Linked DNA regions of Sus scrofa: all the other regions are linked to region 4. Evidence: chromatin contacts called from public Hi-C and promoter capture Hi-C data. All regions are on one chromosome and are shown on one strand. The core of a region is the stretch at or near the end of the contact, and the rest is flanking DNA. Distances in the headings are between cores, read along the strand shown. Region 1 holds the start of WDR33 (pre-mRNA 3' end processing protein WDR33). Region 2 holds the start of POLR2D (DNA-directed RNA polymerase II subunit RPB4). Region 3 holds the start of AMMECR1L (AMMECR1-like protein). Region 4 holds the start of UGGT1 (UDP-glucose:glycoprotein glucosyltransferase 1).

Region 1 (5,710 bases), core at 1,222-3,721, 250 kb before region 4:
CCAATTGTATCCAGCTCTGGGAATGTAAAAGCATTCAAATTTATGAATATAAGGTACAATACACACATGATAAAGTCAGTCAGTCTACCAGAAAATATTAAAATGTTCAAGAACCAGAAAGGATGAGAGTAATGTCTGTAAGATTTTCCAATACTATATATACTTACGAGTCTCAGAGAAACGTTCACTATTCCAAAAGAAAAAGAATTAACTCTAACAAGCAAAAGTTTCAACACAAAATCATGGAATAATGTTTGGCAGAAAACTAGGACAATCTGGAGTCTTAAACAACAAATCTGGAATGCTTAAACAAGCTGTTAAGTTTATGGCATTTAAATAAATATACTTTGATAATGAAAACTTCTAATTTGCAGGCTCTATTTAATACTACCTTATCTAAAAGTTGTTTTTTTTTCCCCCTAAGCAGCCTCAAATGGATTACATAAATACATTCTTGGTGAAAACCTTTCACTATTATCTTTGTCAATATACTGTTATAGTTATAAAGCTTTATTTTACCTTACTTTCTTATTCTGAAATATGAAACCGTTGGAAATTCGGCAATAATCAACATGTTGTATTGGGAAGTAACGGGAAAGTATAGAGGCTTGTTACTTAGCAAAGGACTCTGAATAAGCACCTTAAGTGGTTACCAAAAGTATAACTAAAGCCTTAGCTCAAGACAAAACTGTGATGGCAAAAATCTGTCCTTTACTATTTTCCACCAACCAAACAATGCCAACTTCATAGATAAGGCTTCATTTTTTTTTTCCTAAAGCATTGTAAGGCCAACTTTCTAACCAAATTCTTCCCATAAACTTCAAGAAAAAAAGAGATAAATATGAAACTCCAAGCCTCAGAGCAAACTGGAATCGATAAAATATTTAACCTTCTTGTAGGCAAGAAGATCAATTAAAAAGTGCAATAAAAGATGGGTGTCAAACGCAGTTATTATTAGGAAAAGAAAAAAGACATCAGGAGAACAATTAACATGACTCCTTTAAACTAACAGTCTCTAAAAGTTTTGCCAGAATTAAACAGATGTACCACTGCATCACGTTCACAGGCAAAAACAAACAAACAAACAAAAAAAAAAAAACACTGCGTGGAGATACAGGTAATACTCTATCTCCATAGTGTACTTTAAAAGTCAACTCATTGCTCCCGAGGTATTTCTCATAAATCTTTTTTTTCAAATTCTGATGTCTCCCGAAGTTTCCAACAGCCTACTATCATTTGCTAAGAAATTACTTTAAAACATTCTTGAGAGACTTTTCTATCAAAAACCTGTGCTTTTCTGATTTGATTTAAACAGATCCAATTACGGGAATTCCTATCGACCAGCCTCCTTCTCCTTTCTGCGGAAGAGCTACCAACCACAGGGATTTACAACAAAGTACCAACTTTTTTTTTCTTTCCTTAAAAAAAAGAACGCTTTCTAAGAACCTAAAAATCTAGTTGCCAAAAGGCAACTTAAAATTGGAGATGCGCAGGGAGTTATTAAAGAATTTTCAGAGAACATGATCTAAACCAAACAAAGTAGGAATGTAACTGTTCCAAAGGAGGAACAGGGGTTTTATGCCTGTCAAGCTTTAGATTTATATCTGTGAAAATTGCCGATTTCAAGCCATAATAATTACGAGACTAAACCTTCCGCCGTTTTACAGGTTTCTCATTAACTAACTTCCCGTGACCCCTTCAACCAACCACTCAAAGCCACACTCATTCAACTCTCGGCCCAACCCCTTCCACTCCCGCCCCAAATTTCAGTTTAACGCGCTTCCACCTCCAAACTTCACAGCTTTATCCATAACCTTACTACTACCTACGTCTTCTAGTCGTCACTTGTCCCCAGTCAGAGTTTTAGTCCTACCATGCCCTCCTTTCCCGGTCTGCCGCAAGCTTCCAAGCCCTCCCCCCTAAGTGCTGAAACCGCCACAAAAAGCCCCAGACAGAGATCCTCTCTGCTCTTCCAACCTGTTCCCAAGCGCCCCTCTAGGCCCCCAAAGCACGCAACGGCCGAGATGGAAAATGGCGGAGAGTGCCGCCGCCTGCTGCAGGCGACCGGTCCCGTGCCGCCGCCAGACTCACCCTCCGGGGCTGAGCAGAGCTCCCAATGACTGGCGAGCGAAATGTCGGTCTTCACAGCCGGGAACGTCTCTCCTTCCTGGCCTCCCCCCTCCGCCCGTCTCAATCCCACTCCTCCAAAAGAGCAGCCGCCATCTTCCCCTATGAACCACCGAGCGCACGCCTATGCGTCATCACGCATCGGCATACGCTACTACGTCACGCGCGTCTGGGCCGACGGGCTCTTTAGAGTTCAAACTGCGCATGTGTGCAGGTGAGAGGCGGGACCTTGTTGCAAACCACGTGGCTTCACTGAACAACTCCTTTGTTCCAGCTCAGTGGAGATCGGCGCTGTCTGGAACGAGGAGGAAAGAGGAGCGGGTGGTCTCGCCTGTTTTCTTCACATTGTGAGCTAACCTTGATGCTTTCAAAAATACCCCGGTTTCCAAAATTTGAATAGGAAATTTATTCGGGGTGGTGCTGCAGTCCCGTTTATTCATCCGTGAAATCAGAGCACCTGCCTGAGAATATTTTGAGAATTTAAATGAAGGCTCGGAGTTGAGTCAAGCATACAGTTTTCGTACTTTAGATACCTCTAGGTTATCTCGTTTCCTCACTGAGAGTTGAGACCAGGTTATAAAAATTGAGCCCTGAGGTGCAACCACTTTGGAAAACTTTACACAGTCGCTCCTAAAGTTTAGCATCCCCCCACTCTGAGACTCGGTAGTCCCATTCCAAGAGGGCTGAGTGCATACGTTCACCAAAGGCATGCACAGCAATGTTTAAAGCAGTTTTTTGTTGTTGTTGTTGTTGTTGTTTGTAATAATCACTGGTAACTCAAACGCCCATCAGCAGTTGTGTAAACAAGTTATGATGTGGTCATGCAGTGAGCTACTATGTAGCAACAGGAAATTCAGACATATCTCAGACATACTGCGTGTTCTATTCCCCACAACTGTAATAAAGCTAATATTTAAATAAAGTGAATCACAAATTTTTTGGTATCTAGCGCATATGTTATATTTGCACTATACTGTAGTCTTTAAGTGTGCAATAGCACTAAGTTAAAACAAGTACACACCTTACTTTTAGAAGGCTTTATTGCTAAAAAAAAAAAAAAATCCTTTATCTGACAACGCAGGGTTGCCACAAACTTTCACTTAGTTTTTTTTTTTTTTTTTTAAAGGCAATAGCAGTGAAGCACAATAAAAGAAGGTATGTCTGGGAGTTCCTGTTGTGGCTCAGCAGAAAGGAATCTGACCAGTATCCCTGAGGATGCTGATTCCATCCCTGGCCTCGCTGTGTGGGTTAAGGATCCAGTGTTGCCCTGAGCTATGGTGTAGATCCCAGATGCAGCTCCAATCCCACCTTGCTGTGACTGTGACATAGGCCTGCAGCTGTAGCTCCGATTTGCCCCCCAGCCTGGTAACTTCCATATGCCGTGGGTGCAGCCCTTAAAAGCAGAAAAAACAAAAACAAAAAAACAAAAAAGGTTTGTCTGTAACTACTGATAAATGCAACAAACTTGATGAATATCATAAATTTCCTTCTGTCAGGCACAAAAGAAGACACTGGATGATCCCATTTATAGAAAGTTAAGAATACAACTAAAACAAACAAGTTGCCTTCTAATTTTAGGATAAAAAATTTAAGTCAACATGAATCAAGAATCTTAAAAAAATGTATTACTTTTCATTCTAATTCCTCTTCTAAAAATCTATCCTAAGGATATTCTCAGAAGTGTGCAAAAAGGGAATTCCCATTGTGGCTCAAGAGGTTAAGAACCCAACTAGTTTCCATAAGGATGCAGGTTTGATCCCTGGCCTCGCTCAGTGGGTTAAGGATCTGGTGTTGTCCCAAGCTGCACCAGGGTCTTAGACTCAGCTTGAATCTGACATTGCTGGACCTATGGCATAGGCTGGAGCTGCAGCTCCAATTGACTCCTAGCCCAGGAACTTCCATGGTGCCACATATGTCGCCCTAAAAAAAAAAATAAAGTTAAAAAAATGTATGTACAAAATTTTCATTGAAATATTGATAGCGTTGCCCTGAGCTGTCCTATAGGTGGAAGTTGCAGCTCGGATCTGATGTTGCTATGGCTGTGGTGTAGGCCGGTGGCTACAGCTCTGATAAGACCCCTAGCCTGGGAACCTCCATATGTCGAGGGTGAGGCCCTAAAAAAACAAACAAACCAAAAAAAGCAAAAAAAAAAAAAAAAAAGCAATTTAAATGTCTGATAGCAGATAATGGCTAAATAATGGCACATGCATACCATATAATATTACCTGGACATTACAAAGTTTCAATACAAAGTTTTTATGATGACACCAGAAATACTAATTATCTAATTTTAGTGGAACATGAATAGGAAGAACTGTAATATGTTTTGTTTTGTTTTGTTTTGTTTTGCTTTTTAGGGCCACACCCATGGCATATGGAGGTTCCCAGGCTAGGGGTCCAATCGGAGCTATAGCTGCTGGCCTACACCACAGCCACAGCAATGCCAGATCCGAGCTGCGTCAGACCTGCTCAAGGTTATCTTTTCATCAAAAAAATTTTAGCCAGTGTCCAGGGAATTTTATTGGGCAACTTTATTAGCAGCAGATTCTACAATATCTTTTTTTTTTTTTTTTTTGTCTTTTTGCTGTTTCTTGGGCCGCTCCCGCGGCATATGGAGGTTCCCAGGCTAGGGGTCCAATCAGAGCTACAGCCACCGGCCTATGCCAGAGCCACAGCAACGAGGGATCCGAGGCGCGTCTATGACCTACACCACAGCTCACGGCAACGCCGGATCATCAACCCACTGAGCAAGGGCAGGGACTGAACCCGCAACCTCATGGTTCCTAGTCGGATTCGTTAACCACTGCGCCATGACGGGAACTTCAGATTCTACAATATCTTCCAAGTGTAAGGACTGGTTCCTGATCAGAGCGTCATTTGCACTTACTCCTAGCTAGAGAAGGAAGGACCTGTCAGAAAACTAACTTTGAATCATGAATGCCTGCTCCAAATTCCCATTTGGGCTGTGCCTCAGGACTTTTTGAAAAAGTGATAGCCATGGAGCTCAGTAAAGTTTAAGGGTCTCTAGACTACAATAGGCAATGTTCGTAATCCATTCTGATGGTCTTTATCTGATAATTGATGTATTTAGACCATTCATATTTAAAGTGATTATTGAGATAGTTGGATTAATACATACCATATTTGCAACTGTTTTACATTCTTTGCCCTTGTTCTGTCTTTCATCTTCCCACTCTTAATTTTTTTTCCCATTTTTGGCCGCCCTGCTGCATAAAGAGTTCCTGGGACAGCCATCAGATCTGAATCGCAGTCTTGACCTAAGCTGCAGCTGTGGCAACGCCACCCACATCTTTAACCCACTGTGCCCAGCTGGGGACCAAACCTTCATCTCAGTGCTCCCAAGATGTCACCGATCCATTGCACCACATCAGAAATTCCTCTTTTAAATTATTTTTCGAAGTTCCTGTCGTGGCTAAGTGGTTAACAAACCCGACCAGGATCCATGAGGATGGGGGTTTGACCCCGGCCTTGCTCAATGGGTTAAAGATCCACATTGCCGTGAGCTGTGGTGTAGGTCGAAGACGAGGCTCAGATCCTGCGTTGCTGTGGCTGTGGTTTAGGA
Region 2 (5,751 bases), core at 1,671-4,170, 210 kb before region 4:
GGGAACAACCATATGCCGCAAGAGCGGCCCTATAAAGAATAAAAAGAAAAGAAAACATCCTCCCTCTTTGTTACAACACCTTAAAAAAGAAAAAGAGGAGTTCCTTTGTGGTGCAGTATGTTAAGGACCCAGTGCTATACTGCTGTGGTACAGGTTTCATCCCTGCACTAGGAATTTCCACATGCTGCACATATGGCTAAAAAAAAAAAAAAAAAAAATCTGTAATTTTTATAGCAAAATCCTACATTTGCAAAGAAAAAGAATGTACATGTATGTATTCATAAATGAGCAGTTTAGAAACTTTACAGTAGTTTCCTCAGGGTGAAAGGGAGGGGAATTTCACATTTTACTATGGATATAGTAATTTTTTATTTTATTTTTTGCTTTTTAGGGCTGCACCTGTGGCAAATGGAGGTTCCCAGGCTAGTGGTTCAATCGGAGCTATAGCTGCTGGCCTATACCACGGCCACAGCAACATGGGATCTTAGCCGTGGGACCTATACCATAGCTCATGGCAATGCCAGATCCTTAAGCCACTGAGTGAGTGAGGGATTAAACCTTATCTTCATGTATACTAGGCAGGTTTGTTGCTGCTGAGTTACTTGGGAACTCCTAAGATACGACATTTTAAAATCTTAAGCTTTCTAGGAGTTTCTGTCATGGCTTATCGGAAACAAATCTGACTAGGAACCATGAGGTTGCGGGTTTGATCCTTAGCCTCGCTCAGTGGGTCAAGGATCCAGTGTTGCGGTGAGCTGTGGTGTAGGTTGCAGACGTGGCTCATATCTGACATTGCTGTGGCTCTGGCGTTGGCCAGCAGCAACAACTCCCGTTAGACCCCTAGCCTGGGAACCTTCACATGACAAAAGTGCGGCCCTAAAAAGACAAAAGGCATTTTATTTATTTTTTAATAAATAATATCTTAAGTTTTCTACTCATTTTGGGTTTCTAAATTACAAACTAAGTACATCACACTGCACAAAGGAAGTTTCCTGATAGCAAAAATGTGTTTTACTTGCTGCCACGTGACAAAGATTCTCTCTCTGACCAAACTCTAGGCAGAATCCTTTGCACCCTCTTCTTGGCTAGGACTCAACTTTGGCCCACAGACTTGAACAAAACACTAACATGATTTCTAACAGCTCAAGATTACATGATTTCTAACTGCATTCCTGGGATGAGTCTAGCTCCTTTAAAGTAACTGCCTATAACAGGAACTATACTATAAGTAGCTCCAGTTGTGGCTCAGCAGTAATGAACCCAGCTAGCATCCATGAGGAATCGGGCTCGATCCTCAGCCTTGCTCAGTGGGTTAAGGATCCAGTGTTGCCGAGAGCTGTGTGTGGTGTAGGTCACAGACGAGGCTCGGATCTTGTGTTGCAGGCCAGCAGCTGCAGCTCGGATTTGACCCCTAGCCTGGGAACTTCCATATGTGGCCCTAAAAATCAACAAAATAAAGTAAAATAAAATAAAATAGCTGCCTATGAAAACTAAAGGCTGCCAAAATAATTCACTATTTATTCCAGCCACCTCCTGGAGATAGAGCCCCCATCCCCAGCCCAGAGCAGAAGTGGGAGGGTAGGAACCTGATTTTTTGGTGTTCCCGTCGTGGCACAGTGGAAATGAATCCGACTAGGAACCATGAGGTGGCGGGTTCAACCTCTGGCCTTGCTCAGTGGGTTAAGGATTTGGCATTGCTGTGAGCTGTGGTGTAGGTCACAGACACGGCTCGGATCTCATGTTGCTATGGCCATGGTATAAGCCAGCAGCTGCAGCTCCGATTAGACCTCTAGTCTGGGAACCTCCATATGCTGCAGGTGCGGCCCTAAAAAAAAAAAAAAAAAAAAAAAAAAAAATTATTATAGTTGATTTACAGTGTTCTGTCAATTTTTGCTGTACAGCAAAGTGACCCAGTTATACATTTATACACCTTCTTTTTTTCACGTTATCTTCCATCATGTGTCATCACAAGGGATTATACACAGATCCCTGTGCTATACAGCAGACTCTCAGGAGCCTAATTTTCCTAAGTGACAGTTAACAAATCCAAATGGGTTTCAAACTGACCAACTCTTCTCTTCCCATTTTTCTTTTAATAATGATTTTTATTTTTTCCATTAGAGTTGGTTTACAGTGTTCTGTCAATTTTTTACTATACAGCAGAATGACCCAGTCACACATGCACATATATATTTTTTCTCACATTATCCTCCACCATGCTCCATCACAAGTGACTAGATATAGTTCCCATTTCTACACAGCAGAATCTCACCGCTTATTCACTCCAAATGCTATACTTTGTTCTTCCCATTTTTCGTAGTTTTTCACTTCCCTGACCCTAGTAAGCCCCGCTCACCTCTCCCTATTCCCTCATTCTCTCTTTAAAACGTTCAGTCACCTCTCTACAAATCCAAGTTGGGACTAGTCTACGCTTGACTCTTTTCTCTACTGCAATGGTATATTACTGATTAAAATCGGTCCTGACCCCTTTAGTGCCGGTTTTATCTTTGACACATCCCTCCAGAACTTCGCAGAGTTTATCAGATAAAACGAATTACTTAAACAGGAGTAAGAGGCCGCCCAGAGCCAGTGCGGAGTTGGGCGCCGAAGGCTCCAGAGCGGTAGGTGTGCAATCAAGCTGGCCTGCTCTCACCGTACCGCTCCCCGCTGGCCTGCATCCCCCTCCTCCCGGCCCTTCGCCGCGCCCGCCAGCCCCAGCTAGGCCTACGCCAACCACACCGGACAACCGGGATAGTCGGGAAGCCCCAGGCCGCACCTTTGGGAAAAATGAGTTGTGAGGCATCCTCCTCTACATCACCAGCCCGCGGATCGCTGCCACCAGCCGCCATTGACCTGCCACGAACCTCCACTCGCACCGCCGGAAACGGAAGCGCCGATCCACGAAACACAGCACGGAAGGGGCGTGGTTTCGGAGACAGGGCGGAGTCCGAATAGGGTTGAGCAGGCCCCCACATGTGGGCGGACCCTCTGGGCTGGGCGGAACCTCTGGGCTGGGCGGGACCTGGATGGGGCGGGCGAAGCTGGGAGGCGGCAGAGAGGAGTGAAGCGACCTTAGGCTGCTCCCAAGGAAGTGGAAAGGAGCCCGAGACCGGGATTGCGGGGCTCACTCATCGCCGAGGGGCCGTCCTGCACTGGCCTCGCGGGAGAAGCCATCCTCGCCTCTTCCCCCGTACGCCCTTCGCCGCGCGGCGTGGCGACCGGTCGCTATACCTCTCTGAGGCTCAGTTAACTCACCTGTGGGGTGTGGATGAGAATACCTGCCTCCCAGGGCAGAGGGAAGGATTAGATGAGATGCAGGAACGCGCGGTTCCGAGCAGCTGGAACGAGAGGAACTCTCCTTGATGGGAAGCTGGGTAGGTGACTGAAAACGTATGATTTCCTTTATAGCCTTAAGCATTTAAAATTTTTTATTTGTAGTGGATTTTTCTAATACTTCTGAGCACGTGGATAGTGATATCGAGAGGCCTGATGGAATATTTGGGTGATACTTAGAAAACTAAGCAAATGAAAAATGATTTTGTTTCCAATGTGAGAGAAAACAGATGGTTGTACAGTGAAAGGAATAATCATAGTGCACTACTTGGCTCAGCAATGAACAGTGCTTAAGTATCATGTAAACTCTGCTAACAAAAAAAGGCATTACCAGACAAGACTAATTTTTACAAAATTAATTTGCCTTTTTTTAAATTTAATTTTTATTTATTTATTATTATTATTATTATTTTGTCTTTTTGCCATTTCTTGGGCCGCTCCTGCGGCATATGGAGGTTCCCAGGCAAGGGGTCTAATCGGAGCTATAGCCACCAGCCTACGCCAGAGCCACAGCAACGTGGGATCCAAGCCGCCTCTGCAACCTACACCACAGCTCACGGCAATGCCGGATCGTTAACCCACTGAGCAAGGCCAGGGATCGAACCCGAAACCTCATGGTTCCTAGTTGGATTCGTTAACCACTGCGCCACGACGGGAACTCCTAATTTGCCTTCTATCTGTATTTCCAAAAGAGATGTATTGGGTAAATCAATGGTAGTTTATATAGTATTGGCAGAGCTTTTTACTGCTTCAAAGTGCTTTCCTACACAATCCAACAGAGCTGTGGATTGATGTTCTGATGAAGAGGCTGGGGACAGGTAGCTGCTGGGTATGGGAGGTAGTTCTGAAGCTCAGTGTAGGCCTCTTTCTCCCATTTAGCCACCCAGCAGGACTTTACAGAGTACCTACTGCTTACCGGACCTCATCATGTGCTGGCCCCAAGGCTAGCTGGATCTTCTGCACACACACAGCAGGAAAGAAGTCAACAGGTGAAGAAAGAAGAAAAGAGGATAACAAATACATCCAATAACGTGTCACAGGGTGATTTGTCCACATTTTCATTCAAGAAACCATAAATACTTATGTGCAAGGCCCTGAAGTTAAAAAGGTGAATCAGTCCTAGAGCTGTCCCCAAAAGGAGCTCTCTACAGGTAGTTGATGCAAGACCTGGACTTACTTTTCATAATGACAGACAGAAAGTGGCAAGTGGTCTGAGAAGTAAGGAAGCATACAAAGAGGTCATCACATTGCTCAGGAGCTACTACGGTTCTTTTTTTTTTTTTTTTTTTTTTTTTGTCTTTTTGCCTTTTCTAGGGCTGCACCCGTGGCATATGGAGGTTCCCAGGCTCGGGGTCGAATTGGAGCTGTAGCTGCCAAGCCTATGCCAGAACCATAGCAATGCGGGATCCGAGCCGCATCTGCAACCTACACCACAGCTCACGGCAACGCCAGATCCTTAACCCACTGAGCAAGACCAGGGATTGAAGCAGCAACCTCATTGTTCTTCGTCGGATTTGTTAACCACTAGCCAGGACAGGAACTCCAATGGTTCTTTGTACAGTATTGGTCCAGTCAAGTCCTTCCACTATCCCAGTGAGTGTGCCTTTCAAAAGCAGATATTTATACCAAGGTCACACAGACCCTGGATTGATATACCCCCCAAAAAGAATGATATGGAATTCCATGCTGTTTACAGGTGGAATTACAGAAATGGAATACTCATCTCTAGAATCATTTCTCTTGAAGAAACAGAATTCCTCTCACACAGTCGGTCTGTGGTTAACCAGTCGTTTGTAATGTATCTCCAAATTTATCATCTAACCCTGACCATATAAACCTCTTGCCAACTGTAAGGGCCTCAGAACTGGTATCTTAAAAATTTTACATACTTGCAAATAAAAATTTAAACCAAAGACTAACAATATCAACACGTGAATGTAAAGTTTGAAAAATCATTCCTTGTCATTTTCTCCAAACCTCATCCTTTCTGGGCCATCCAAAATCGAGCAATGTTTTCCTCTAGGTCAGACCACACCCATGTCCCAAAGTCTCTGTTTGGGTTAATTAACCTCATCAAATGTTATGTTAAATTTGAGCATTGCCCCCCTACTCCCTCTTCAGGTTGTAGCTTTCTGGGCAAGTTCTGTGTTATTGGAAAACTTAATGACAACTACGAACTTTTTTCCTAGGGGAAAAAAGTTTTTTTGTTTTTTGTTTTTTTTGCTATTTCTTTGGGCCGCTCCCGTGGCACATGGAGGTTCCCCGGCTAGGGGTCTAATCGGAGCTGTAGCCACCGGCCTACGCCAGAGCCACAGCAACGCGGGATCCGAGCCGCATCTGCAACCTACACCACAGCTCACGGCAACGCCGGATCCTCAACCCACTGAGCAAGGGCAGAGACCGAACCCGCAACCTCAT
Region 3 (5,887 bases), core at 70-2,569, 190 kb before region 4:
GGCGGCGCCGGAGACCACCAAACTTTACACGACCCGCCACTGTTTCCTGGAGGGAGTGCAGAAAGGAGCTGGAGCCTCGCCTGGCCTCGCCTCGCGGCCCGGGGCAGGGGCATCCACTCACCCCCTCCCCAGCACGCCTTCCGACCCACTAGCTCCCCGCCCGCACACGCGGCCCGCAGGCCCCGCCCTGCCGCCTCCTTTCACCGCCCCCAGAGCCCCTCCCCCATGCTGCCCCGGGACCCGAACCCCGAACCCCGGGGACCCACTCGCCGGCCCCTCCGGTCGCCTCGGGGTGAGGAGGCCCGACACGCACGGCGGCAGCCCCTGGGAGGACGGCCTGGCGGGGACGGGGGAGGAGGGCGCGGCGCGGACCGACTTTCCCACCTTTTCTCCTGGCCCAGGCGCAGCCGGGGCAGACGGGACCTCTCGCGCTCTGCCTCCTCCTCCTGCTTCATGGAGCCATGCGCCTGGGTGGGGGCTCGCGAGAGAAGCGGGCCGCAGACGGGCCGGACGCGCGGCGCGGACGGGGCGGGGCGAAGAAGGCCGGCGGGGGCGGGCGGAGGAGGAAGCGGCGGGGCGGCGGTGGCGGCAGGGAAGAACTGCTAGAGGTATTCCCCGGGCAGCTGGAGGACTGAGCCGAGCCGGGACCCGAGTCTTCCGGTATCCCAGCAGCCACCGGAGGCAGTGAGGTAATGGAGGAAGAATGTAGGTAGTCCTCCAGTGGACCACACGCCCTCTAGCTAGTCGCCAAAACCATAGAGATCGGAGAGCCTCTGGAGCACCACCCCGCTGCTGTCACGTGGCCTAGCTTCGCGCACATTATTGGCTGGAGTCGACTCCACGGGTTGAATTAGGAGGCTGCTTTCCACTCTTGGGGTAGAAGCCTAGGCGGTTGAAATAAAGACGGGTGGGAGGTGAGGGGCAGGAGGAGGCCGGTGGGTCGGACCCCTCGGGTCGCTGAGCCTGCGGAGCGAAGCTCCCGGCTGTGAGGCCGGTCGGCGCAGTGCAGGCCGGGCTGCCTTGGCTTCTGCGAGCGAGCGCAGAGCGCGTCGGGAATTGTAGTGCGGCCCGGGCCGGCGGCATTGTCCGTGACGCGGCCCAGGTACCGGCTTGGGATGCAGCCGGGATGCCCAGCCTCGCCGCTCCGCCCTTTCCCGCCCAACACTCAGCCGCCCACGGCTTTCCCGGAGCAGTTAGGCTCGCGTCGCTTCACCCCACCTAGTCGAAGCCTTCGAAGGCAGCCAGGAAGGGGTAGCTCGGAGCAGCCTTATATTCAGCAGACCCATCGGATCCGGCCAGGCTTTTGAGAAGGAGTTCCAGGCTCAGTGCCAGCCTCCTCGTGTACTGGAAAGGACAGACCACCCTAGGTGGTGTCAGGAGCCCAAATCTCGGTCTTGACCCCCACCCCCACCCCAGTCCCCAGCCCAGAAACGACTCAAGTGGCCACTATCTACAGTGCAGGGTTAATTCATTTGGTCGACTAGGCAGATACCTCAGCACTGGCAGGGCAAGGGCCTCAAAGAGAGCAATACAAGAAACATTAAAAAAAATTAATAGAAAATTATTCTCGTTTCAAATATTTGGTGTTTAATTTGACAACTTAACGTTTTTATTATAGTGACAGATGGAGTTGCACTAAAAGTCTCATTTCTGCCCTGCTCCCTCACCCTAACCACTACAAACTGTTTAGGCCCTGCAGCAAAGGCATGCCCTGTTTTAAAGCATTGCCAGTCTAGTTGAGAACACAGACTCAAGCCCACAGATCGACAGTTCTGTGTTTTGCTATTCTGTTTACGCAGAAAGGAATCCTTAACATGTTTGTCCTCCAAGAGCAAAGAAAAGTCTCTAGTAAAAAATGCAAATCATATCTAACAGTGAAGCTTTCCAGCAAAAACCTTCTGCTCTAGAATGCATAATGTACTAAAGCATAGTAAGATCTGCTACTACAGACTTATAGCAAAATTACCTGTAGGCAGCAAAAAAGGGAGGAAACAGTGATTGGTGCCCCTTGGACCTGGAACTCTGAGAACCTGGCAGAGCAAAACAGTGGAAGGAAGAGACATGGCTGTAGAATAAGAAGGTGACTTTTTTCTTTCTTTTTTTGGGCCGCACCTGTGGCATATGGGAGTTCCTAGGCTAGAGGTCAAATGGGAGCTACACTTGCCGGCCTATACCACAGCCGCAGCAACAACAACGCAAGATTTGAGGCACATCTGTGACCTTTGCTGCAGCTCACAGCAATGCCGGATCCTTAACCCACTGAGCGAGGCCAGGGATTAAACTCTCATACTCATGGATACTAGTCGGGTTCGTTACTGCTGAGCTACAACGGGATCTACAAGAGGTCAGTTTTTTTTTTTTTTTTTTCCACAAAAGCCATTTAGAGCAGTCTTCATAATTCCTGTCAAGGTCTGGAGGTGCTTATCTGCTGTTGAGTTCCACTTTTCCCAGTTTCTAACCTCTGTAGGCCTGAAAAACTACAAATTAGATGATCATATGGCCTGGAGCCAGAAATGCTAGAGGCAGCAAGCCAGAGGTCATTCCTTTGTTGGTTTCTGAATAAGTGGATCATATCCTGACTTAAAATAATCAGAATAAATTTCATATAGTGAAAGTCTTTCCAGCTGAAAGTCTTGAAATCTGGAAAAGGGCCTTAGTCTATTGCTCCCAGGGTGGTGCTATGTTGTCATTGAACAGCTCACAGATAAGGGAGTTATTGCTCCCTGGTTATCAAGCTGCCAGAAGGTAAATGATGGAACTAAGTTGGACTTGAAACACTCCCAAATTAAAACAAAAACAAACCTTGCTTTGAGCTGTCAAAAGGCATTTTACCAAGAAGTAGGACCTGCTGTTGTTTACTGACACTGAAAGGCAGGACTTTTTAAAAAGTCACTTTGGGGTCACTTCACATCAGAAAGCAATAGTATGCACTGATGCAAAAATAGCAGAGTGAGGAGTTCCTGTCGTGGCTCAGTGGTTAATGAATCCGACCAGGAACCATGAGGTTGCATGTTCCATCCCTTGCCTCGCTCAGTGGGTTAAGGATCCGGCGTTGCCGTGAGCTGTGGTGTAGGTTGCAGACATGGCTCGGATTCCGAGTTGCTGTGGCTGTGGTGTAGGCCGGCAGCTATGGCTCCGATTGGAGCCCTAGCCTGGGAACCTCCATATGCCACCAGTGTGGCCCTACAAAGATGAAAAAGATTTAAAAAAAAATAGAGTGAAATTAGGAACAAGAAGAAGAAAGAAGAGGACAATTTTTACCATAAAGATGGAAGTGGCTATGTCTTATTTATTTTCTCATTTCCTGCATATAGTGCAAAAACCTGTTACATAGTAGGCATAAGGTAATTTTTTGTAGCCTGAATAATTAAATGAAGAAGAAAACCAGCAAGTGGTGGGAACGTAATATAGTTGGGATAGGGGAACTGTGGGAAAGCTAAGTGGCTCAAGCCCTGTGCATGAACCTAAAATGTCACCCCAATTTGCCATGATATAGCTGTACCACTATAAAAACAAGGCATAGCTTTTCATCATCTCTTACCTTGAATGGTTAAGAATATATATGGTAATGTACTCTAACCATAGATCTTAATGTTTCCACCCCAAAAAAAGAAATGATAGGAGTTCCCTGATGGCCCAGTGGGTTAAGAATTCTGAGTTTTCACTGCTGTGGTTGGGGTTATGGCTGTGGCTCAGGTTCGATCCCTGGCCCAGGAACTTTTGTATGCCATGGATGCAGGCAAAAAAAAAAGGGGGACAATTATGTGACATGATAGAGATATTAGCTAACTCTCCTGATGGTAATCAGAGTGCAGTATGTAAATGTGTCAAATCAACACATTGTATACCTTAAACTTATACAATGTTGTATGTCGATTATATCTCAATTTTTTTTTTTGTTTTTTTTTGCTGTTTAGGGCCACATCCAAGGCATATGGAGGTTACCAGGATAGGGGTTGAATTGGAGCTACAGCTGCCAGCCTACGCCACAGCCACAGCAACATGGGATCCCCAACCTATTGAGTGAGGCCAGGGATCGAACGTGCATCCTCATGGATACTAGTCAGATTCATTTCCACTGCACCACAGAAGGAACTCCTCTTACTGTTTCTTAAGAAAAGAATAAGAATAAGAATAAATGATAATGATTAAGAGAGAAAGGAATCAGACTGCATAGTTTCAAATTCCAGCCCTGCCCTGGAAACCTGCGATGTTAAGTGAGGTGAGTATATTTCAGTAACTTGGGTTTCTCATCTGTAAAATGGGGATTGTAGCAGTACCTATCTCAGAGTTGTTAAGAGATTTAAATAAGTTTTTGCGTAGAAAGCTATGATAGGGTTAGCATGTCAAAAAATGCTTCATAACTGATCCTCATCGGTATTAAGATGTTGAATACACATGAAGTTAGCCTGCACACCAAGCACACGCTATTTTGGATATGCGCATTGGATGGGCAGTGCATTGATGCGCCAGGGGCATTTGCCAGCCTCTGGCAATGAAATAAGTTTTCACAGGATATATTGATGGGTGTTATAGATTTCGTTTGTCCCACTTTTCAGACTGACATGAGTCTGGTCTTGGTAAGAGATACAGAACCTGATTCTGTGCTCTGGACTCCACAAAAGTGCCTGTCTCCTGTGTATCCACTACAGAAGAAGCCCAGTTGGGTACTTCAAAGAGAGTATGGGAGGAGTTCTGGTGGCCTCGTGGTTAAAGGATCTGGTGTTGTCACTGCTGTGGCTCAAGTCACTGGCCAGGAACTTCTGCATGCTGTGGGCATGGCTGAAAAAAAAAAAAAAAAAAAGATGATGGGTACTTGTCTGATTAAAATAAATCTTCAATTTTTTTATTATAGTTGATAAAGTAAATCTTTATATATAGAAAGTACATGAGTGTTTCAGAAATATGAAGTAGTTTAAATAAACTAATAAGGCCAACAGTGTTTTGTTTGTGGTAGAGTTAAATTATATTACTCTGAGAAGATGTGTTTTTAAACTTTATATGTCACTTGGGTACGTAATTCATCAAAAAGTTCCTAAGCTTCTATTAGTATTATTGGTGAAATAAATGAAACATAGGTGGGAAGCTCAAATCACATATCCATTTATCTTTGTTTCCCATTTTTTAAAAAGTTTTATTGATGTATAGTTGATTTACAAGTTTGTGATAATTTCTGCTGTACCACCAAGAGATTCAGTTATACATGTACACACATCCATTCTCTTTCAGATTCTTTTCCCACATAGATTACCACAGAACATTTATCTTATAAACACTCTTTTTTTTTTTTTTTGCCATTTCTTGGGCCGCTCCTGTCGCATATGGAGATTCCCAGGCTAGGGGTCGAATCAGAGCTGTAGCCACCAGCCTACACCAGAGCCACAGCAACGCAGGATCCGAGCCGCGTCTGCGAACTACACCACAGCTCACGGCAACGCCGGATCCTTAACCCACTGAGCAAAGGCAGGGACTGAACCCGCAACCTCATGGTTCCTAGTCGGATTCATTAACCACTGCGCCACGACGGGAACTCCTATCTTATAAACACTCTTAATGTCTAATCTGTACTGGGGATTTTGCATTGCTTTTTTATTGAGAGATATACATGTAGAATGCACAAAGCTTGTTTTTACTTTTTAAATACTTTATTAAAATATAGTTGATTTACAATGATGTTAATTTCTGCTGTATAGCAAAGTGATTCAGTTATGCTTATATATACATTTCTTTTTCATCTTCTTTTCCATTATGGTTTATCACAGGATATTGACTGTAGCTCCCTGTGCTATACAGTAGGACCTTGTTGTTTATCCATCCTACATATAAGAGTTTGCATCTGCTAACCCCAATCTTTCAGTCCTCCCTCTCCTACCTCCCACTCCTCCAC
Region 4 (6,413 bases), core at 139-2,638:
GTGAAATAAAATTGCACTGAACTTTCTGAGAAAAATTTAGCGAAACAGAAACTCAACTTTCTTAGAAATTCTGTACTATCACTTATTAACTAAGCAAAGGTTGGTGGTGTTTATACATCAATAGCAGAAGACCAAGTTAAAACAGAGAGTGAAAAGCTCTGTAAAGTGGTGAATTAGAAAACAATTCTTGGGAGTTCCCATCGTGGCTCAGTGGTTGATGAACCCAACTAGCATCCATGAGGACAAGGGTTCCACCCCTGGCCTTGGTCAGTGGGTTACGGATCTGGCATTATTATGAGCTGTGGTGTAGGTCACAAACGTGGCTCAGATCCCAAGTTGCTGTGGTCTGGTGAAGGCTGGAGGCCACAGCTCCTAGCCTGGGAACTTCCATATGCCGCTGGTGCAGCCCTAAAAGACAAAAAAAAAAAAAAAAAAAAGAAAGAAAACAATTCTCTTTTTTTGTGGAAAGCATCACATGAAAAGGGGCAAAAAACACACAATGGACAGCCACTAACACAAAATCTCCCTCAAGAAATAAACTTAAAATGGTCATTTCCAGTTCTTAAAATTATCTGCACTCCTTTTATTCCAGCAAGGAACTGAAAACCCAACAGTCAGCTAGAGGTTCTTAAGCACAGTACAAATTGAGGGGGGTGTTTTAGTCCTTGTTCTGTCTGGCATTCTCAAGGGAAGGACTGTACGCCACAATCGAGTCAGTTAAAATTGTACACTTTCTTAAATTACTTTTTAATGTACTTTTGGTTTCTAGTTCACTTTATTAGTTAAAAAATACCCTCCAAAGATGTATTCATATCTGGCGGCTAAAATGATCTGCCCAATGTCACATATGCTAAAACAATTTTACACAGATTTATATTTTCAAAAAAAAAAAAAAAAAAGAAGCAAAGGACAAAGTAATCATTGCAGATTAAGTTGCCACTGACCGTATAAAATAAGCTAAATCGTTTCATAAAATTTAAAAAAATCTTCCTTTCCCTTGCTCCCTGGAACGAAAGCTATCGAAATCTAAGGTTTAAAATAAAGTCGAAGATGCTCAAAAACATTGTCACTTTGTCCTTTACTGTGCAACAGCTTTTTTAATAAAGGGTTTAAGGAAGTAGACTTTGAAGCTCCTCCGAGTCCCAATCTGCAAAAAGTATGAAACCCCTTTCCGGTCGCACCACGTGGTGAAGCTTTTGGGTCTTAGCTGCCTGCCTAAACAACGCCCCAGGACTTGCAGACCCGAGCCTCCGTGGCTATACTAAACAGCTGGAAGCTACAAAAGAGGCGTGGCCTTCTCGGATGTAAGATGGCGGCCGCGCGACGCTCTGGGCGGTCCCCGCCGTGACTCAGTAGCCGGAAGTCCTCCGACTCCAGCCAGTAGGAAGCGGAAGTAAAGGGCGGTCGGCTGCTGGTCTTTAGCTTTGCGAGGCCGGCTTGTGAGCCGAGCCGCGGGAAAGGCGCGTGTCGGCCGCTCACTGGCGCAGCTGCTGCCCTCTCCGCAGCTGCCCCGCCCCACCCCGCTCCACCCTGCTCCGGCCTTGTCCCAGGTGCCGTCGCAGACGGAGCGCGGCCCCGGCATGGGCTGGAAAGGGGCTGCGGGCGGCGCGTGTGCCGCCGCTGCGCGGCCGGTGACAGGTACCCCTTGGGTGGCGTGGGACGGTCTCGCGGTCAGGAGAGGGTCTGGGGCACGAGGCGATTCCGTGTCCCGGTCACCTTGCGCTTCCGTTTCTTCCCTGACTCAGTTTCCCCTCCCGTGTCCCAACCTTCCCCCCTCAATGCGAGTGACCCGAGTTATCCCTCAGTGTCTTCTGGGCAAGGTATCGTTTGTGCGAGGGTAGCCGCAGGCTCTCTCTACCCCTTTGAGCCTTCATAGAAGAGCTTGGAGACCCATGTGCTCAAGTGCAGACGCAGGTGGGGGAAGTGCCCTGACATGCATTTAGATTAAGCCTGACCCTAAGTAGGTTGAGAACCAGCAGTTTGCAGGACCCCGATAGGAGAACGAACGGAACTTTTTATAGATTTCTCTTTTCCCTAAAATGAATTCAGGTGCTGAATATAGGTTGCCGTTTTCATTTAATACGAGGATCCGTTGGCTGGAAATTGGATGATCCGGTTTCACTTTTAGTGTGGGACCTGCCAGAGGAGTAAGATCTGCGTACATCGCCAATAAGTTATGGGTGTGAACTGTTCATGTTCTTTGGCCAGAAACTCTAGATTGTTTTGCATTTCTTGCCAGATTTGAGAACTAGCATATTTTGTTCATTGGAGGTCGTGGGGTCTTATGCCTTCCTGTGCTACACTATTTTGGAAAAATTCATCATGCGCTTGGCTGTCCAATTGTAGTGTGATGTTTGAAGACATTTTAAATAGCTATATGACAACACTACAAAATTTGGGATAATTATAGCCTTTCCATTTGACTTGCTTTTGATGAACTTAGCTGAAACTCATTTTTATTAAAGGAAATAAACATTGCTTTGTACAGTACCATGGCGTCTTCACAATGCATGTTTAACTTGAGGGAAATAAACTGGAGAAAATTCTATTAGACTTTTTCTCCAGTTACTGGTGGTCGTTTTCATATCAGATATACAATATCTCTTTTTAATTGGAAATTAGGTGTTTTTGGTTCAGGGCAAATGAGTTTTGCTAAAAGGTATAAATGTATATTAAGTTTAATTATTTCAGAAGTAAGTTTATTTCTCAAGAGTGAGTACTTCCTAATATTTTCCCTCGCTCTTGTCATACATGTTGAAACTCAGATGGCTGTTTTTTTACTTGGAGGGTGCAAGTGGTTTTTTTAAAATTTTATTTTAAAGCATTTGGTAGCTATTTTCTTCAACTTAAAAATGGAGAAAAAAGATTGGTACTGATTAGAATCTTATGCCTCTTCTGTTTTCCAAAAGTGAAAAACATTTGCCATAATATAACTTTGATAAGTATTTCTGATATCTTACTGTAGATAAATGAACATGGGATAGTATCTTTAATTTAAACTAAAGAAACTGGGCCACACACTCAATCTTGCAGATGATACATTTGGGCCCAGAACTTATTGAAGACTTTTTAATTTGTCCATCATGGCATAAGCATTATGCCTATGATTATGCAGTGCCACATTGCAGATTCTGACAGCTGTCATTTCCTAGACTATTCCTTTTTATAAGCAACCTTTAGTCAGGACCACTAGGGTCAGGTTGATAAGGGGTCTTTTAAAAGGAAGGTATCCTCAAACAAAAGGCCCCTCGGTGAGGTTCTTACCTTCTGCTCCTCTGGACAGCCTTTTCTTCTGGTGTTATCTGTGGTGTCAAGGATGTGGGGTCTGGATGGGAAAATTCTTCTTCAATGTATAGCTTTCTTCCCTTTCCCATCTCTAATGGTGCTATGCTGTGTCCGAAGAACTTTCTGTCTCTTTAAGACAGAGCGAGGGGATCTCTGGGTGAGTCATGGTGCTTATTGTTTTCATTTTCACTCTTTTTAAGTCCTAGGTTTTCGGTAGCATCTTTGCTTGTGGTGCCACCTTCCACTGGCTTTCACTCATCCCTTAATGAACAGTCTGTGTTGATTTTATTTTCAGTGCCTCCTGTGTTCCAGGCATTTTGCTAGGCATGTGACTGTGGCAGACAGAACTCTCTGCTCTGGAGGAGATCACATTTGGTCCCCAAAGCCAGCCCAAGTGTGGATCTGTCAGTGGTTGCTAGATTTGGTTTAGTCCCAACTTCAGACCCACACTGTTAGTGTTAAGATTGAAACTCTAGCTCTCTCACCCACCTGAGTCTGAAGGACTCTGCCTGTAGAAAATCCTTGGACTTACCTTGGGTCTCATAATAAAGCCCTTTGCTATGTCTGGGTCTCCACAGGATGAATTCTCACTCCTTCTTAAAGCCGGAGAACCAGGGCAGATAGCATGCCATTGGAGAACTTTGGAAAACAGGCAAATGTGGGTTCCAAGCATGGCTGTATATTATTTGGTCAAGTAACTTAGCCTCTCTGAGCTTCCATGTTGTTATTTTTAAAGTGGAGATGCTCCTGTGTCACCATTATGCAGCCTATTTATGGACCATCTGCTGTTTGCCAGGCACTGTGCTGTTCGATGTGGTGAACAGAGTGAACAAGGCTGCACCCTCAGGAGCTGCAGTCTCCTGGGCCATCATTTGGAAGGGCGGGGAGCTGGTGTTTGCAGAGCACTGGCAGTGGTGCTGCCAGGAGTGTAATTGCTCTGTAAATGCGGGCATTTCCACGGGGCCTTCTGACACTCTCAGTCCCCTCCCCACCCTCTGCATGCAGTGTACCCTGTAGTAGCATCCCATTTTTCATCCGGGATCAGTCAGCACTGTTGGGGGATTATAGATCTAGGTCCCATCAGGAAAAAATTGTAAACATAGCTGTAGCATAATACTACTTGAACACAGTTCATGTGTGCAGTCTCTAGTTTAGAAACTTAGTTTGGGGATAGGATTTTTTTTTTCCCCCTAGCCACAGAGGATATATTTCCAAAGCCTATTTTTAAGGCCTCGTGATAACAATCAGTTATTATTTTATAATTTAGAAGATAGTTTTTAGTTTCTCTTCCTTGAGATGACATATTTTACTGGAACAGTTAATTCTAGTGTAGTGCTTGGCACTTGACAGAGTGACTTTTCTTTTTTTTTTTTTTTTGTCTTTTTGCTATTTCTTTGGGCTGCTCCCGCAGCATATGGAGGTTCCCAGGCTAGGGGTCGAATCGGAGCTGTAGCCACTGGCCTACGCCAGAGCCACAGCAACGCAGGATCCGAGCCGCGTCTGCAACCTACACCACAGCTCACGGCAACGCCAGATCCTTAACCCACTGAGCAAGGGCAGGGAACGAACCTGCAACCTCAGGGTTCCTAGTCAGATTCGTTAACCACTGCGCCACGACGGGAACTCCAAGAGTGACTTTTCATGTTGCCTTCTCATCCTCATAGTGCCCCTGGTAGATACTGGTACTCATTTTTTAGAGAGTGGGAGAGTAGGGGCAGAGGAATTACTAGGTAACATGCTTTTGGTTAAACTGCTAGTAAGTAGCAAACTCAGGAATTGATCACAGGTCCCTGACTATAATCGTTTTTTTTTTTTTTCTTCTTATCATGACAGACTGGTTTCTGAGGTTCCAGTTCCTGGACCTACAGGGGAGGGTGTATGAGAGTTTTTGAGTTATCTGAAATTATATCTAAAAGCTTGGGTCTTTGCTTGCTCCTCTGCAGGAAATGTTGGTTAATTTTGCTACATGGTGAAAGGGGCCTACATCATCTGTAACCCCCTCCCCCCAATGACTGCGCACACCTCCCCCCTCCCCTAAGCCAGGAATCATTGCTTGCAAGTTTCATGGTCAGAGGTCTGATTTGGTTAGTCCTAGTTTTAATCAGTGTTGATTTTTTTTTTTTTTTTTTTTAGTGCTTATAAATGGGAGGCTTATTAACTTTTTTTGTTTCTAAAGAATCTGAACTTAAAACTCCAAAGCAACTTTTCTCTTTGGCATAATTTCTCTTTTGACCATTGTTCTTTAGAGATTTTGTGGGTCATGTGGAGGAAGATGTTGGCACAAACAATAATGCTGTTTGTAAAAAGAAGGTATTAATTGGTTGCCCCAATATGGAGTGTCTCCCAATGTATTTCATAACTAGTATGGAGGAGTTGGGGTGAGCTCTACCAGACATTAACATTCAGAATCACATGTTTGCTTTAGTGTTTCCCAGGTATTCATGTTCCCCTTGGATTCTCATTCAAGTGGGTGGAACTCAGGTGGGCCTTTTTATAGCTGAAGGGAAGCCTGTTAGACTTCTGGGATGAAAAATCAGATCAAATAATTCTGCAGCTGGAGACCTTTTCTAAAATGATGTGGACACTGAGGATCTCAGCGTGCTTAGCGAGGCTGCTACAGGAAATTTAGGAGGCCTGCATTCTGTGGCCTGGCTGATTGACTAGTGACCCCAGTTTTCTTATTCTGTAGGTGGGGATTGATTGAGTTCTTAGATTTCCTCATTCCAGAACCTGTATTTGAGTTCACACTTGAGACCCATCCTGTTAACCTCCTAAAGCTGCCATAACAAAATACCACAAACTGGGTGGCTTAGATAATTTTGTCTTACAAAGTTTTGGTGGCTAGACGTTCTCAGTGAACAGGACCATGTTCCTTCTGAAATCTGTAGAGAAGGATCTTTCTTTGCCTTTTCCAGCTTCTGGTAGCCCCAGGCATTGGTGGCTTGCATTGTCTTTACTTGGCACTCTCCTTGTGTCTCTTCATGTTGTCTCCCTCTGCTTGCTTGTCTCTTTGCCTGAATTTCCCTCTTTTTTTTTTTTTTAACACCAGTCATTGGATCAGGACCTACCCTGAGGACCTCATTTTAACTTGATTACATCGGAAAAAGCCCTATTTCCATTACAAGTTC

The links. Promoter capture Hi-C pulls out the DNA fragments that hold promoters and counts their contacts. A called contact is a pair of places that touch in the nucleus more often than the background predicts.
Region 1: a promoter capture Hi-C map of fetal liver shows a contact between it and region 4, with 2.3 times the contacts expected there. The contact joins the promoter of WDR33 here to the promoter of UGGT1 in region 4. A contact is called at or near these places in 2 of 5 promoter capture datasets (fetal liver and liver), 1 of 47 Hi-C or Micro-C datasets (liver) and 1 of 2 datasets of contacts at active chromatin or transcription factors (alveolar macrophages).
Region 2: a contact with region 4 is called in a Hi-C map of liver, with 9 times the contacts expected there. The contact joins the promoter of POLR2D here to the promoter of UGGT1 in region 4. A contact is called at or near these places in 2 of 5 promoter capture datasets (fetal liver and liver), 5 of 47 Hi-C or Micro-C datasets (fetal liver, heart right ventricle, liver and 1 more) and 1 of 2 datasets of contacts at active chromatin or transcription factors (alveolar macrophages).
Region 3: a promoter capture Hi-C map of liver shows a contact between it and region 4, with 2.2 times the contacts expected there. The contact joins the promoter of AMMECR1L here to the promoter of UGGT1 in region 4. A contact is called at or near these places in 2 of 5 promoter capture datasets (fetal liver and liver), 9 of 47 Hi-C or Micro-C datasets (embryonic fibroblasts, epiblast stem cells, heart right ventricle and 3 more) and 2 of 2 datasets of contacts at active chromatin or transcription factors (alveolar macrophages and skeletal muscle).

What each region holds. Positions count from the first base shown.
Region 1 is chr15:59,516,593-59,522,302 of Sscrofa11.1, reverse strand. WDR33 (pre-mRNA 3' end processing protein WDR33) reads right to left here and starts at 2,471. Exons shown (of 22, transcript XM_021075457.1): 1 at 2,092-2,471.
Region 2 is chr15:59,476,800-59,482,550 of Sscrofa11.1, reverse strand. POLR2D (DNA-directed RNA polymerase II subunit RPB4) reads right to left here and starts at 2,920. Exons shown (of 4, transcript XM_021076493.1): 1 at 2,777-2,920. The coding sequence starts at 2,849.
Region 3 is chr15:59,448,502-59,454,388 of Sscrofa11.1, reverse strand. AMMECR1L (AMMECR1-like protein) reads right to left here and starts at 1,319. Exons shown (of 9, transcript XR_002339479.1): 1 at 385-1,319.
Region 4 is chr15:59,260,028-59,266,440 of Sscrofa11.1, reverse strand. UGGT1 (UDP-glucose:glycoprotein glucosyltransferase 1) reads left to right here and starts at 1,388. Exons shown (of 40, transcript XM_021075942.1): 1 at 1,388-1,638. The coding sequence starts at 1,581.